Regions from separate parts of the Capra hircus genome. Here region 1 is linked to region 2. The links are chromatin contacts, called in public Hi-C maps. All regions are on one chromosome and are shown on one strand. The core of a region is the stretch at or near the end of the contact, and the rest is flanking DNA. Distances in the headings are between cores, read along the strand shown.

The links. A called contact is a pair of places that touch in the nucleus more often than the background predicts.
Region 1: a contact with region 2 is called in a Hi-C map of blood, with 4 times the contacts expected there. The contact joins the enhancer-like site here to the promoter of LOC108633841 in region 2. A contact is called at or near these places in 2 of 5 Hi-C or Micro-C datasets (both in blood).

What each region holds. Positions count from the first base shown.
Region 1 is chr25:2,230,618-2,238,411 of ARS1.2, reverse strand. It overlaps FLYWCH1 (FLYWCH-type zinc finger-containing protein 1), which reads right to left. Exons shown (of 9, transcript XM_018040156.1): 2 at 447-878; 3 at 1-195. The coding sequence starts at 780. Among named protein-coding and RNA genes, the nearest start is that of FLYWCH1, 12 kb to the right of the region's middle. Within about 2 kb of position 2,506, at least 3 of the 5 cell types and tissues checked have an H3K27ac peak or open chromatin away from gene starts, as enhancers often do.
Region 2 is chr25:2,120,098-2,127,789 of ARS1.2, reverse strand. LOC108633841 (zymogen granule protein 16 homolog B-like) reads left to right here and starts at 5,744. Exons shown (of 4, transcript XM_018039850.1): 1 at 5,744-5,842; 2 at 5,926-6,007; 3 at 6,234-6,339; 4 at 7,421-7,692. The coding sequence starts at 5,744.

The DNA.
Region 1 (7,794 bases), core at 1,257-3,756, 110 kb before region 2:
GGTGGCAGTGGCCCCGCATGATCGTGGCCCGCGAGCCACGGGTGATGGCCCGGCCCCGACAGCCCAGCTCAGTGTGCTCGCGGCACTTCCAGTACACCTTGTCCCCCACGGCCTTCTCCTGCTTGTACAGGAAGGACTCCAGCACCAGCAGGCGGCCCCCAAACGGGGTCCTCAGGAACTCCAGGGGCTGGGTGACTGCAGAAGACAAGGCGGGGGGCAGGTCAGCTGACCTGGAGCAAGGCTTGCGGCCAGGGGTGTGGACGGGAACACGGGCTGGGGCGCCCAGGGACACTTTCCTGCCCTCGCCACACCAGCCTGGGACAAGGTCAGGGAGGCCCTGCTCAGAGCAGGGAAGGGATGGCCAAGGCCACCCTGCTGGAAAAGCCCAAGTCTGAGCACGCAGGGCCACAAAGTGGCTGGTTGGGGGCAGCTGGCTTGGAACTCACCAATGTTTGGCTTGCTGGGTTTCAGTGCCTGGGTCTGGGGCCTTGGCTGGACCACCGCACACTGTTCCTCTACTGGCAGGATCTGGGGAGTGCCGGCCAAGGTATCGGGGTCAGCCATCTCCAGGGTGAGGACGCAGTGCACTTCTTCAGGCTGGGTGTCCACTCCATCGCCGCTCTCAGTGGAGGCCGCCAGGAGGACCAGTTCAGAGAACTCCATGGGCTTCACGGGGGATTCGAGGACGACATCTGTGCCTGGCTCAGGGGGCTCAGGGGAGGGCTCCTGGCCTGCCTTCACACTCTCGCCCTCCTGCTCGCTGGGCTCGGGCAGGGGCATTTTGGGATGGGCGGCCGGGCCCCCAGGCCACGCTCAGGTCTCAGTAGGATTTGTCCTCCACCTCCCTGCAAGGAACCTGGCAGTCCAGGGGCTCTGTCCTAAGGGAGGAGACAAAATCCCATCAGCGGGGACATCCCTGGCAGTCCAGTGGATAAGACTCTGGGCTTCTAATGCAGGAGACATACGTTTGATCCCTGGTTGGGGAACTAAGATCTCACATGGGAAAAAAAATCCCATCAGTGGAGGGGCCCTTGGGCCAGGGTTCAAGAGGAATCTGGGCTGGAGGATAGGGCAGGTGGGGCTGCCCTGGGCCCCCCACGCCCGCTCCCACCTTGGGGAAGGACCTGAATGGAGCTGGAGAACCCGGGCCGGCATGTCTGCTGTCTTGGCAGCCTTGGGACCATCACCTTCCCCAGCCAAACCTCACTCCCCAACTGTAAAATGGGCCAGAAACAGGGCTCTCCAGGGGCTGCTGGGGTGACCAAGGTACTGACAGTTGTGAGCTACTAGGAATCCAGGCCCACAGTTGCTGAGCTCGGGGTCGAGTGCTTCCACGGGTTTGTCCCATTTAACCTTCACTCCATGTTATGGAAGTTGTTCTCATCGCCCCAGGTTACAGATGAGACCACGGAGGCACACGGCCATGGAGCATAGCTGCGGGTCCGGTCGAGCTGGCCCAAGGCCCGCCCCGCACTGCGCCTGGGCTACCTGGTCCAGGATGACGGGAGCCGGTCTCCCTGAGCAACGGGCATCGGGGAAAAGCACTTGGGGGATGTGAGCTCAGGTCACCGACCCTCCCAGAAGGCCCCTGCCCTTCACCCCGACACTCTGTCTGTGTCACCAGGAGCGGGGGCTGGGCCCCCAGGGCACTCTGCAGGCCCCAGAGGGGAGCCTGGCCCTGGGAGGCCGGACTCTGGATTCACAAACAGATCCAGTCCCCATCCCAGGCCAGAGGCCCGGGCCGCCCAGGGCTAGGGGATGCCAGGGCCCCACGAGGGCAGCGACTTCTGTCTGAGCTGGTGATGGCGCTGCCCCAGTTGAGTGGGGACAGGGCTGTGGAGGTGTCCAGAGGAGCCGTGGTCACTGAGGGCTCCCTGGCTGCTGGTCTGGAGAAACAGAAAGGATGGCTGGCAGGGGCAGGGTTGGCCTGGAAACCCCGGCCCTGGGGCATCGGTATGGGGGCGTTAGTGACTGCTTTATCTTCTCGGAGGATTGGGTGGGATGCATGTCTGGCCCTTTCCCACCTCTCAGTAACAGCCCAGAATCGGACCTCAGCCTTTCGGCTTCCCCATCTGTGAGCTGTCACCCCGGGTCCTCCATTCCTGCCGCGTGGCGTTTCCTGGTCTGGGGCCCACATGCAGCTCCCCAAGGTCTATCAGACCACGCGCGGCGCTCCTGAGTCCCCGAGGAGGCAGAGCCAAGGCCATCGAGGGCAGGAGCAAAGCCCTGTCCTGACGGGCGGGGACTCAAGGAAACCTAGGAAACTGGTAAGGGGACGCCTGACGGATTCCCCGGCCAGATCCTTCCTCTAGTGTCATCCTCCAACCCCCGCGGCCCCTGTGCGGCCCACCCCGCCCCTCAGGCGGGCGCGGCGGCCCTGGGGACCCGGGGACACGTGTGATGGCCGAGGCGGGGCAGCGGAGGCGCCTCCGCGCGCGCGCGGCCGCTCTGGAGGGAAAGGCTTCCTAGAGCAGCCCCGCCCCCTTTACCGCCCCGTCCCCGCGCGCTGATTGGCCCCGGCGCACGTCCGTCCGCCGGATGCCCGCCTCCGCGGCTTGAGCGCCGGGGGTTGAGGGGCTGAGGAACGCGGTATCGACCCAGCGTCCTTCCCACGACATGGCGAAAGACCGCAGGGAGCCAGCCCTCCCTTCCACAGGCCGTTCAGGCAGCTCAGGCCGCCAAAATGTTGCGGTCATTGCCCACCCAGCACACACATTCCTATGGGACCCTGCGCTCGGTCCGCAGTGGAGGCAGCAAGGACCCTGACCTCAGTCTCATGCGATCAGAGGCCAAAGCCTTCCGACACAGAACCCCCACATTCCGGTGGAACTTCACCCACAGTCACGGGCACCCCGAGGCAGTGTAATTCTCTCAACTGAAGCTTCTGTTTACAAAGCTTAAAATATACCCACTCCAGTATTCTTGCCTGGAGAATCCCCATGGACAAAAGGAGCCTGGCAGGCTGCAGGCCTTGGGGTTGCAAAGAATGATACATGACTGAGCGACTAAGCGTGTGCATGTACCTCAAAGGATATGGAACAAATTCCAGTGCAACAAAAGACCTCCAACTGTGACTGACCACAGGCTGTGGAAAGGCTTGGGTCCTTGCAACAGGCTGCAATTTAGATTTGATTGAGGGTTCCCATTCTCAGCCACTAAAGTGCCTTAAAGTGTAGACTGTTTAATGACCACAAACCCTCCCATAAAGTATGCAGGGCCCTCTGCAATGTGGTCTTGAACCTGAACTGGTCTCCAGCCTGGACTGGTCACTTGCTGTAGCCAATAGAGCATGGCAGAAGCTTGCTGTGGGGGGTCACCCTCTGAGACAGGGGCCCTGAGACTGCCAGGGAAGGAAGCTATATGAGGGGCTACACACAGGGGATGGAGGCACTGCCAGGTCTGGAGGGAGACCATTTCCACTGTCAAGTTCAGTGACCCTCCAGTTGTGTGTAACCACAAGAAAGAGCCAGGGAAAAGTGGCCCAGGCACCCCATGGAACCCTGATCAATAATAGACTACAGTTAGTTTAAGCCAGTAAGATCAGGGCTCATTTGTTATGCAGTAGTAACTGACACTCTTGGCAAGCAACTGAACATAGTCAGTTTTGACTTTTTGATAGATGGAATAATACTAATGGATATGGAATATCCAATATCAAAGTGCTTTTGAACTCTTGAACTCTAAGTGTCATCCAACACAAATTTTAAATCCCTCAGATGCTCACATTTGAAAGACTGGTAACTCAGTGAGAGGAACAAAATATTGAGTATAAAGGATATCAAATGAGAACTGTGCATTTTAAGCATCTGTAATATGAAATAAGCCAAACACAAAAGGACAAATGCTCTATGATTCCACTTACATGATGCAGCTAGTCAAATTCATAGAGACAGAAAGTCCAACAGCAGTTGACAGGGGCTGGTGGGGAGGAGGACTGGGGACTTGGTGTTTAATGGGGACCATTTTGGGCATCCCTGGTAAAGAACCCGCCTGCAGTGCAGGAGACACGGGAGAGGAGATGTGGGTTCAACAACCCACTCCAGCATCCTTGCCCAGAGAATCCCATGGACAGAGGAGCCTGGTGGGCTATGTCATAGTCAGACACGACTGCTCAGGCACTCATGGGGACTGTTTCAGTTTGGGAAGATGAAAAATTTCTGGAGATGGGCAGTGGTGATGATTGAACAACTATGTGACTGAACAACTAAGTGACACTGAACTGTCACTTAAAAGTGGTTAAAGTAGTAAATTTTTATGTTTATTTTACCACACATGCAAATAAAATTATTTTAAAAACCCCACAACTATAGCAAACTATACATAGTAACGCTCCATCTATCATACTGATGAATGAGGTTCTCCACACAATGCACATTTCTGATGAAAGTTATTCCTCTGTGATTCTGAATTTTACAATTTCTGTTTCACAGTTCATCCATTGAGGAGGAATGCTTCTTAAGCTCTAATGACTCATCACTGTCTGGATAAAGAGAGCATACAGATTTTATCCTGATTTGGAGGACGAAGTATCCAGTCCAGTTTCCTTGGTACCCCCACACCAGGGCCCTTTCTCCATCTGAATGATCTGCTTTCCCTGGTCCCCAAGCCTCTTTGCCTCCTCTGGGTCTCTGCATTTAGAGTTCTCCGGCCTTAGCTTCTCGTTGTTGTTCAGTCGTGTCCGACTCTTTGTGACCCTGTGGACTGCAGCACGCCAGGCTTCTCTATCCTTCATCATCTCCCAGATTTTGCTCAAACTCATGTCCTTTGAGTCAAAGATGCCTAAGCTTCTCATGTCTCCTAAATCCTAAAACAGAAGCTCACAAAACCCCTCCTTCCCTCAACAGTTAGACTTTCTGGAACAGTTCACACCCCTTCCTTCTCTGCCAGGCCATCTAGCACCTGCCCCCTGACTCTTCAGACCGCCATCTTCCTCTCTGGCCTGAGTGCAGCATCGGCACCTGCTGGGTTAATCCAAAATCCATGCTTCTCTCCCAAACACCTGGTCTGGCTTGTATGTGGTCTATCCATGCAATGGAATTTATTCAGCCTTAAAAATGAATGAGGGCTTGCCTATGGCTCAGTGGTTAAAAAAAAAAAAAAAAAAAAAAAAATCCACCTGCCAAGCAGAAGACACAGGTTCAATCCCTGGGTTGGGAAGATCCCCTGGAGAAGGAAATGGCAACCCACCTTGCCTGGAAAACCCCATGGACAGAGAAGCCTCATGGGCTAGAGTCCCTGGGGTCGCAGAAGAGTCAGACACGACTGAGCAACTAGACAACAGAACAAAAGGAATGAGGTTCTGATACATGTTACCATGTGTATGAGCCTTGAAGACAGTATGCTCAGCGAAAGATCCCAGACACTAAAGTTAGCACGTGGTATGAACCCATTTGCATGAGATGTCTACTAGGGACGGAAATTAGATTTGTGGTTGATGGGGGTCAGACAGGAAGGAGGGGGAGATTCAGGAGTGATGCTAAGGGTTTCTTCTTGAGGGAATGAAAATGTTATAAAGTTGACTGTGAATACACTAAAAACACTGAATTCTACACTTTAGATGGGGGAACTGTGTGCTATGCAAACCATATCTCAATAAAGTTGTTTAAAAAAAATCCTTATAGAGAATTCCCTGGACCAGGACTCAGTGCTTTCACGGTCATGGATTCAGGTTCACTCCCTGGTCTTGGAACTAAGAGCCTGAAAGCCAAGCAGTGCTGCCAAAAAACAAATCATTATAGGTATGACTCGAGTCCCCAGGGTCACTTTGATAAAAAACAGTCTTCACCATAAACAGGCTTCTCACTCTTGGGCTTGATTTCTTCACAAAAGTGGGCATGGACTATATATTAAGATATTTTGTAAGTTGTTAATATCATATTGTAAAAACTTTATTGAAAACACTTTTAAATGTTGAGAATGTAACACTGATAAATTACCCTCAATTCTGCCACTCAAATGCACTTGTTTCTATTCTTGTATTAGTGTCTTTAATATACGTTTAACTTTCTGTTGCACATACATGTGTTCAACATGTTTGTTGTTTTATTCCTCTTTATAGAGTGGGAGGCCCCCACCTGCAGACCAGATGGATCTCCCCTAAAGAACCAAAGTATTATGTTGTATAACCAGGCCCCGAACATGAACACAAATCCAAGTCCTCAGCGCAATACCAAAATAGAGCCACAAGAGGGTGATGTTGCTCCTTGAAAGTACAGCATCCTTGGTAGAATTAGATGTACCACAGGGGGCGCCAGTGATAAAGAACCCACCTGCCAATATGCCGGAGACAGACATGAAGAGATACCGGTTAAATTCCTGGGTGGGGAAGACCCCCTGGAGAAGGGCATGGCAACCCACTCCAGTATTCTTGCCTAGAGAATCCAAGGACAGAGGAGCCTGGCAGGCTACGGTCCATGGCGTCGAAAAGGGTCAGACGCAACTGAAGGGACTTAGCATGCACACAGTGTTTATAGAACTAGAATTTGGGAGTTTTTCCACGTTGGACAAATAATTCAGGAAGACGTCCCAAAAAAAGTTTGTATTTACAAAATATATTAGGTAGAAAGCGAAATCCAGTGAACAAATTCAGCAAAGATTACAATTTCTAAGCTGTTGTTGTTGTTTTAAAAAAAGACCAAAATACTCCTTGGATGGTGACACTGCCTCTAGACCTCAGTACACTTCATTTCTTCTGGCTCATCTCAAGTCTGGTCACATTTGTTATTTATTGACTAATTTATGTATCTGTGACTTAAAAAAAAAACTATCACTGGTAGGAAATACCTCACAACGTTAAAACTTGTAAGAAAAGCGATTAATTTTTTTCCATTAAATTTCTTCTGTTTTCTCAACTTTGTTTACAATGTGCGTGAGCTCTTTACAGTGGGGAAATATCACACACTTTAAAGATAAGCTGCACCTCCTTGCTTGGTAATTGTTTTCTTTAACTCCATATCTCTCAGGAAAAGCAGGGATTCCATTCCTCTGCAAGATGTATCATAAAAGAAGATAAAGAGGAATAGAGATCATGGGGCAGAGAAACAAGTGAAAATCAAGAATCCTGTGGTCTCCGCTGTGGGCCTTGCAGAGCCTCAAAGACTTCCCCCAAGACACGTATTAAGCACAAAGGGAGAGATAATGACTCGACAGTGGAGAAATCGCGCACACACAGCCTTTAAGTGCTCAAGGCCAGCTTCATTGGTAATAAGACACACCAGCACCATGACCTCCTTGACAAGTCACACCAAGGAGGACACAGCGTCATCTCTGGCAATGTTCCTGCCCCGAATGAGCGCCCCCAGACAAGTCACTTGGAGGGACATTCTAAACAACTGACCAGGACGTGTCACAGGGTCAAGGTAATCACGGAGAAAGAAAGACTGAGGACCTGTCACTGGAGGAGACACAAGAACAAGATGCAAAACGGGATTTGAGAACAAAGGATGTTAGGGGCCGAGCTGGTGAAATGAGCATAAGGTCAAGAGTTCAGGTTAATGGTATGGGACCAGTGTGGATTTCCCGGACTCGATCACCACATGTTTGGTAAGACACTGATATTCAGGGAGACTGGGTGATGAGCACAGGGGAATTCTTTTTTTTTTTTTTTTTTTTGCATTTTTTTAAAGAGTCTAATATTAACTCAAAATAAAAGGATTTTGAAAACCTAAGTTTCAAACCTATAGACACAGTGGAAGTTGACAGAGAAAATAAGTGAGCCACAGGCCTTCTGGGTGGAAGCAAGAAGAGAGAAGGGAGTAGGGTGGAGGAGAGGAGGGGATACCAAGGGGACACTCC
Region 2 (7,692 bases), core at 4,495-6,994:
TCCCTTGCAGAGTCCCTCTTCATGGGGGTCTCCCTTTCTGTCCACCTCCAGGAGATCTCTCTCTCCCCTACAGAATCCGATGGCAGAGCCACCAGGTCATCTGACTAACGAAGAAGCTTGTTTTTCCTTTTAAAATGGGAAGCAGATCATGGCTTGAAGAATTAGCACGTGTGGGGCTGCTGGGGCTGCTCATCACGCCCCCACCTTGGGGAATAATTCAGATAATGGGGAAAATCGCTCTGCAGAACCAGACTTCTTAGCAAAGTAAAAGTAGCTTTATGATGATTATCAAAATAATGCTTTCTTGTTAGAAAATAAAAGTCAATCCAAGGAGCTCAAAGAAGAAACTTAAAAAAAAAAAAATCACCAGAACCAAACTTGTAATCAGTCTCCTAGTGCTGGATAGTTGAAAAGTTGCTGTCACTAAAAATGATATCTTCAGGAAAACCTTAATTTATAAATTTGGCACACCCTCCCAATCACTTCTATTCATTTATTTATTTGGCTGCATCAGTCTTAGTGACGACATGCAGGGTCATTTATTCGTGGCAGGTGGGATCTAGTTACCCGACCAGGGATCGAACCCGGGCCTCCTGCGTTGGGAGTATGGAGTCTTAGCCATTGGACCACCAGGGAAGTCCCTCTCATCATTTCTTAGGTTCCCTTTTTCTGTGGGAGTAATGTTTTATCCAAATGGCCTTCATGTTTGTAAGATTTTTAGGTCATGAGAAGGTCCTCAGTACACTCCCCCCAAGTAAGTAAGAGAACCCATTCTCCACATTGTTCCTGACCCTGGGAACCTCCAATTTCATATCTTTTGAGAACTTATAGGTTAAAAATATATCCCACTTAAAAAAGAACAATCGTTTTTACTTTGTAAATTAATACAATCCTATTTAAAAAATGGAAGCGGTACGAAAAAGAACAGAAGAGAGAATAGAAAAATGTCCTAAATTCCATCGTCTGGAAGTAACCCTAGTTTTGTTTGAACATTGTTCCAGAAATCTGTTTGAAAAGGCAAGTTCAAGGACAGAAAGATGGAAGGAAAGATAAGCAGGTGGGGCAGCATGGAGACCTGCTTCTCCTAGACACTTCCAAACTCTAGAAAACAACACCTTATGTACAGAGTAATTTTCTAAGAATGCTGGACCCCAGCAATTCTAAGAGAGTTCCAGAAAAACATCTATTTCTGCTTTATTGACTATGTCAAAGCCTTTGACTGTGTGGATCACAATAAACTGTGGAAAATGCTGAAAGAGATGAACCACCTGACCTGCCTCTTGAGAAACCTGTATGCAGGTCAGGAAGCAACAGTTAGAACTGGACATGGAACAACAGACTGGTTCCAAACAGGAAAAGGAGGACGTCAAGGCTGTATATTGTCACTCTGCTTATTTAACTTATATGCAGAGTACATCAGGAGAAACGCTGGACTGGAAGAAACACAAGCTGGAATCAAGATTGCTGGGAGAAATAGCAATAACCTCAGATATGCAGATGACACCACCCTTATGGCAGAAAGTGAAGAGGAACTAAAGAACCTCTTGGTGAAAGTGAAAGAGGAGAGTGAAAAAGTTGGTTTAAAGCTCAACATTCAGAAAACTAAGATCATGGCATCCGGTCCCATCACTTCATGGCAAACAGAAGGGGAAATAGTGGAAACAGTGGCTGACTTTATTTTTCTGGGCTCCAAAATTACTGCAGATGGTGATTGCAGCCATGAAATGAAAAGACGCTTACTCCTCAGAAGGAAAGTTATGACCAACCTAGATAGCACATTCAAAAGCAGAGACATTACTTTGCCAACTAAGGTCGATCTAGTCAAGGCTAGGGTTTTCCCAGTGGTCATGTATGGATGTGAGAGTTGGACTGTGAAGAAGGCTGAGCGCCGAAGAATTGATGCTTTTGAACTGTGGTGTTGGAGAAGACTCTTGAGAGTCCCTTGGACTGCAAGGAGATCCAACCAGTCCATCCTAAAGGAGGTCAGTCCTGGGTGTTCATTGGAAGGACTGATGTTGAAGGTGAAACTCCAATACTTTGGCTACCTGATGCAAGGAGCTGACTCATTTGAAAAGACCCTGATGCTGGGAAAGATTGAGGGCAGGAGGAGAAGGGGACGACAGAGGATGAGATGGTTGGATGGCATCATTGACTCGATGGACATGGGTTTGGGTGGATTCCGGGAGTTGGTGATGGACAGGGAGGCCTGGCGCGCTGCGGTTCATGTGGTCATAAAGAGTTGGACACGACTGAGCAACCGAACTGAACTGAAGCTTCTCAAAGATATAAGCAGGGGCTTCCCTGATGGCCCAGTGGTTAAGAATCCACCTTGTAATGGGAATTACAGGGGACACCAGTTCGACTACAGGGGACACTGGTTCGATGCCTGGTCCGGGAAGACCTCATGCCAGGGAGCAACTAAGCCTGTGTGTCACAACTACTGAGCCCACGCACTGAAGCCTGCATGTCTAGAGCCTGTGCTCCACAATGAGAGAAGCCACCGCAACGAGAAGCCCATACTCGCAACTACAGAGTAGCCCCCACTTGTCGCAACTAGAGAAAGCCAACGCAAAACAAGGAAGACCTAGAACAGACAAAAGTTTAAAGTTGATTAAATTAAAAAAGAGAGGTAGGCAGATGGGCTTGCATTGATATGGGTCTAGGGGTTTGTAGGCAGAAATCAGTGGATCTGGGGTTCATGACAGGCTCTCAGAAAACCTCAGTCTGGTTAACTCCCTGCAGTGGGTTGGGCCAGAAAGCAAGCCCTCACCAAGAACTGAGTCCGTTGGAGCCTTGATCTTGGACTTCCAGCCTCCAAAACTGTGAGAAATAAACCTCTGTTGTTTGAGCCCCTCCCCCTGCCCCCGGTCTGCAGTATCGGTTACGGCAGCCCAGGCTGACTGATACACCAGGTGAAAAGCGCTTGTATCAGGGCAGCCTCGGGGAACTGAACCTGGAGATCTTGCCTCCGTCAACCTGACCCTTGGGTGGAGGTTATTTTATTTTCAGCACTTGCACTAATGGGACTTTAATTACATATAAGATTAGACAAAAACGTGTGGCCGGGCTACCTGGCATTCCATTAAAAGTATTGAGTTTCTCTGCAGAAAGCTGGAGAAAAATGTTTTGCTTAGAGCATTCAGTGAGATTTTTAAAGGAGTGAGTAAAGGCGGAGAATCGAGGGCTTCAGAAATGCACAGCCAAGTTGTCCTTTCGGAGGGGGCCACCTAGTGTGGCAACAGCCCCCCAAAGGCAAGCAAGGGAAAGTCGCTCAGTCATTTCCGACTCTGCAGCCCCAGGGACTGCAGCCCGCCGGGCTCCTCTGTCCATGGGATTCTCCAGGCAAGAATCCTGGAGTGGATAGCCATTTCCTTCTCCAAGGAATCTTCCCAAATCAGGGATGGAACCCAGGTCTCCTGCATTGCAGGCAGATTCTTTACCATCTGAGCCACCAGGGAAGCCCCACCAGGCACAAAGGCCAGCTTTGGACTTCTCCTGGGATTGGGACAGAATGCCCCTTCCCTTCTTGATCTCCCCACTACCCTGCACAGCAGGATCTTCCATCTGATTCCTGGGGCCTTGGACATCAGATGAGGCCGCCTGTGGGAGCCAGCACCCCCTGCCCTGCCTCGGGAGCCTGAGCCTGGGACGCAGGATCCAGCCTCCAAGCAAGCAAGGCAGGGGCTTCCTGCTGAGGGGCCGCAGGGAGGAGCCCACCAGCTCTGAGTGTGCTGGCGACCGAGGCCTCAATCGGCTGTCCTAAGGCTGCAGAGCACAGCAGGGAGGGAGGCAAGAGATGTCAGTCCTGACCTGCCCCTGACCCACATGCCAGTTGGCCCAGCGTTTGCCCCGGCTGGGAGAAGGGGACCCAGTTGTTCCGGGCTCCTGGCAGACTGAGATCCGGGGTACGCCCACAGAGGGGATTATGGTCTCAATGCTCCTAAACCCCCTTGTGCGCAACTCTGATCCCCAGGGACAAAGGGCCTGTGTTAAATCTCCCCAGTGGGCTCAGAGCCAGCACTGGGCCCGGGTGACCAAGAGGGCAGGGCTCCTCTGGGGACCGGGCTTCCAGCATAGGTGTGCATGGTGCACATGACTGCTCAGGGCAAGTGCAAACTCCTGGGTGTAGGGGTAGCTGGGCAAACGTTAGAAGGTGCATCCTGTGTTGCACACATGCATTCTGAAAGCACGTGTGTGCGTGTGTGTCCCTGATAACCATGCACTGCCCTCTAGGATAATGCGTTGCCCGTGCGCCCTTGAGGAAGTGCCCTCATCCCCTCCTTGTCCAATCTGGCAGCCAATACTTCCTCCAACCCCCACCCCAGGTACTGCATCCTGGAGTCTCGGCCAGACAAACCCTGCTTTTGGGCTCACACCCTGGAAGTCTGCAGTGAGAATGAAGCATCCTAACTGGCAGCATTAGCAGAAGCGCCTGGCGCTGGGCTGGGACAGGAACACAAGCCACTTTGTGCCTCCTCTGGGCCCCTTCCTCCAGCAGCTGTACCTGCCAGGGTTCTAGGCCTCCTGCGTCTCTGCCTCCCCAGGAGGATCCGGGGCCCTGGGAGGGCTTCTCTGCCCCCTGCAGCTAGCTGGCGCTACCCTTCCCCAGCCCAAAGGCATCACAGGGCTGGAGGCCTCTGGGGGTGTGTGTGGAGCTCTGGAGGTCAGGTGAAGACCTCATCTTTGCCACAGGAGTCAGGGGGCCTGAGCCCCAAGGAGCCTGTCCAGGTGGGCCAGTGCAGGCCCAGAAGGAGGAGCCAGATTCTGGACAAGGCTGCTCTCTGCTCCATGTGTGCCGAGTTGCTCGGTCGTGTCCGACTTTATGTGACCCCGTGGACTGTAGCCCACAAGGCTCCTCTCTCCATGGGATTCTCCAGGCAAGAATTCTGGAGTGGGTTGCCATGCCCTCCTCCAGCAGACCTTCTTGACTCAGGGATCGAAGCCCTGTCTGTATCTCCTGCATTGCAGGCGGGTTCTTTACCGCTGAGCCTGCAGGGAAACGCAAAAGGGTGGTAACACTTGTTTATTGGCAATGGCATTGACATTTCATGAACTTTTCAAATCTCACATTATTCTACTGAATTTTTACTAATCATTTAAAATGCAAAATGTATTCTTAGCTCACGGATTGTGTAAGAAGCGATGGCAGGCGGGACTTGGCCTGCAGATAGCAGTGTGCTGACCCCTGGCTCCGGGTCATGATGTAAGTAGGGAGGTGGCAGCTAGACAGGGCCTCCACCCGACACCAAGACCCCCGCACTACCATCCTGATGAAGCCGGAGTCCCCGGTTCCTGGCAGCCAGCTGTTCCCCAGTGAGGCTGTGCACATGCCAGGCCACTACCTGCCCCCCTTCTCCTTGTCATCGCTTGGGGGTTCTGGACCCTGACCCGGGTTCTGCATGAGGCAGGAGCCCTGGGCCCCACGAAGCTCTGCGGGCAGCTACCCTGAAGCACCCCTGTGAGGCTGACCCTGTTAGGCCAACTGGGAAGGGCTCTCAGGACACCTCCCCCACCTCTAATGTCAAGGTCAAGTGCAAGGGCCCAGAAGAGAGACCCAGAGGTGAGAGTAAAATACCTGTCATTGTCTCCTTGTATTTGTGTGGGCTGCGGGGCCAAGACAACCACAGAGCACGTCCGGGAGCCTCCCCCTGGATGGCTCTGGGGATTCCCCCAGGAAGACCCCCACCAGCTCCTTCCTGCCCCCTGCTGACCCCTGCCTCCTTCCTCCTGGAGGGGGGCCCACATGGCCCAGGAGGGTATAAAAGGTCCAGTGGCGGACATCCAGGTGCCAAAAGACTCCCAGCACCAGGACGGGACCACAGGACTCCGCAGGCCCAGTAAGGCCCCGCCCCCAGCCATGCTTAGGCCCATGAGGTCAGGGGAGGCCCCTCTCTGAGATGGGATGGCCTGTCCTCTTCTCCCCAGGAGCCCTTGACTCTCCAGCCGGAAGCCATGCTGCTGTGGCTGACCCTCGCCCTCCTGTGGAGCCCCACCAGCTGGGCAGGGAGTAAGTCTGGCTGGGGGTGCCCCCACCCTACCCCCCTGGAGGCCCCTCTCACTCCCCTCCCTCCTTCCAGGGCTGGGGTCTGGGCCAGCCCTTGTCACAGACAGACTCTGCTCTCAGTCCTGTCCCCTCGTCTGGAGGGGCTGTGTCCTCCTCTGGGCAGAAATAGCCAACATGTCACTGTGTGTTTATTTTTTCCTCTTCCCCACCTGGTTCTTTCATATAATAGAGACATTTGGGCCTGGAGGAGGTACCTATTTCTGTACCTCTAGAGACTTCCAAAACGATATCACTGGGATTCGAGTGTTCATAGGTCCTCAGGGCCTAATCAAGAGGTGAGTTGAGCAGGGCTTGGAGTCCCTCACTGCATCCCAGCCCCTGCCCCAGTCTCGGGAACCTGGGGAGGGGGCTGGTCCCTCCTCCCAGCACCCTCACTGGGGTGCTGATGTCTCCTGAGTCAGCTGGGGCCTTGGGGTCCTGGAGCCCCCAGCCAGCACCTTCTGTCTGGCCCTCTTCCTCTGCTCTTTCCTCCCCTGCACCCCAGCCCTCTCCCCTCCGCTCTCCTCCTGCAAGTCCGGCCTCTGCTTCCTGGGATGGCCGAAAGGGAGGGGTGCTTCTCCCCACTGTCTCCTTTCAACCCCAACTCAGCTCAACCAGAAATGGTCTCTCAGTCTGAGAATGCCTATGGGAAAGCAGAAGTTCTGCCCAGGTTAGGGTCAAAGAGAAAAGGAAGGAGGGTCAGAGTGGACCGCTGATTGAACACTAGAGGCGTAGACGCAGCAAGCCCAGGTCTTCCCCTAATGGTTAAGTTAAATGGGGGCTTTGCGCCAGGCCTGGGGTAGATATTTGCTCTGCATTTACGGGGCCCCAGGGAACTGGGGAGAAGGAATGGGCCAGAGCAGCAGGCACCATGGGGGCCAGAGTGTGGGCGGGGCCAGTGAGGAGGGGACACTGGGATGGACACTGAGGTGGGGGAAGGTCACGGAGACGGGTCACCTGCTCCTGAGGCCCCCACCTGGCCTAGTGCAGTGACTGGGACTACAAATACTGGGCCCGGGGTCAGCTCCCTGCTCTGAGCCGTGAGACCAGCTGCACCTCCTGAGGGTCCTGGTGACTGTGCACCTTGGGAAGCTCTCCTGATGGAAGATCTCAGTGACTGCTCCCCCAAATCAGTCCCACTTTGCAGATGAGCAAACTGAGGCCAGGAGAGGCTGGTCAAGAAGCCCCAAATCACAGAGCCTGAAAGTGTCAGCGCAGGGGTTGAGACCAGGAAGGCACCAAAGTCACGTGCTCAGGCACTTATTCTGCAGTGACAGGCTGTCCTTGCGGGTGACATTGGGGGATGAGCTGTTTAGAGGACTGGGGATTGGAGGGTCACCCATATCCTGGGTCTTCAAATCTCCCCTTTCCTCTCAGTATCCAGGTGAGATATGGCTCTTCCTGGAGTGAGAAATATGGAGCCCCAGGTGGGACCCCTCAGGAATTCATTCTGCTTCCGGAAGAACACATTACAGGAATCTACGGTGCCTATAAGAATTTCCTCCGCTACTTGGTCATATACACGGACCAAGGGAGGGTGTTCCCATTTGGGAAGGAAGATGGCAACACCTTTATTGACTTCCCTGATGACAGTGACAAAGTGCTCACCAGAGTCTGCGGCCACTACAGGCTTCTGGGCATTACCAGCA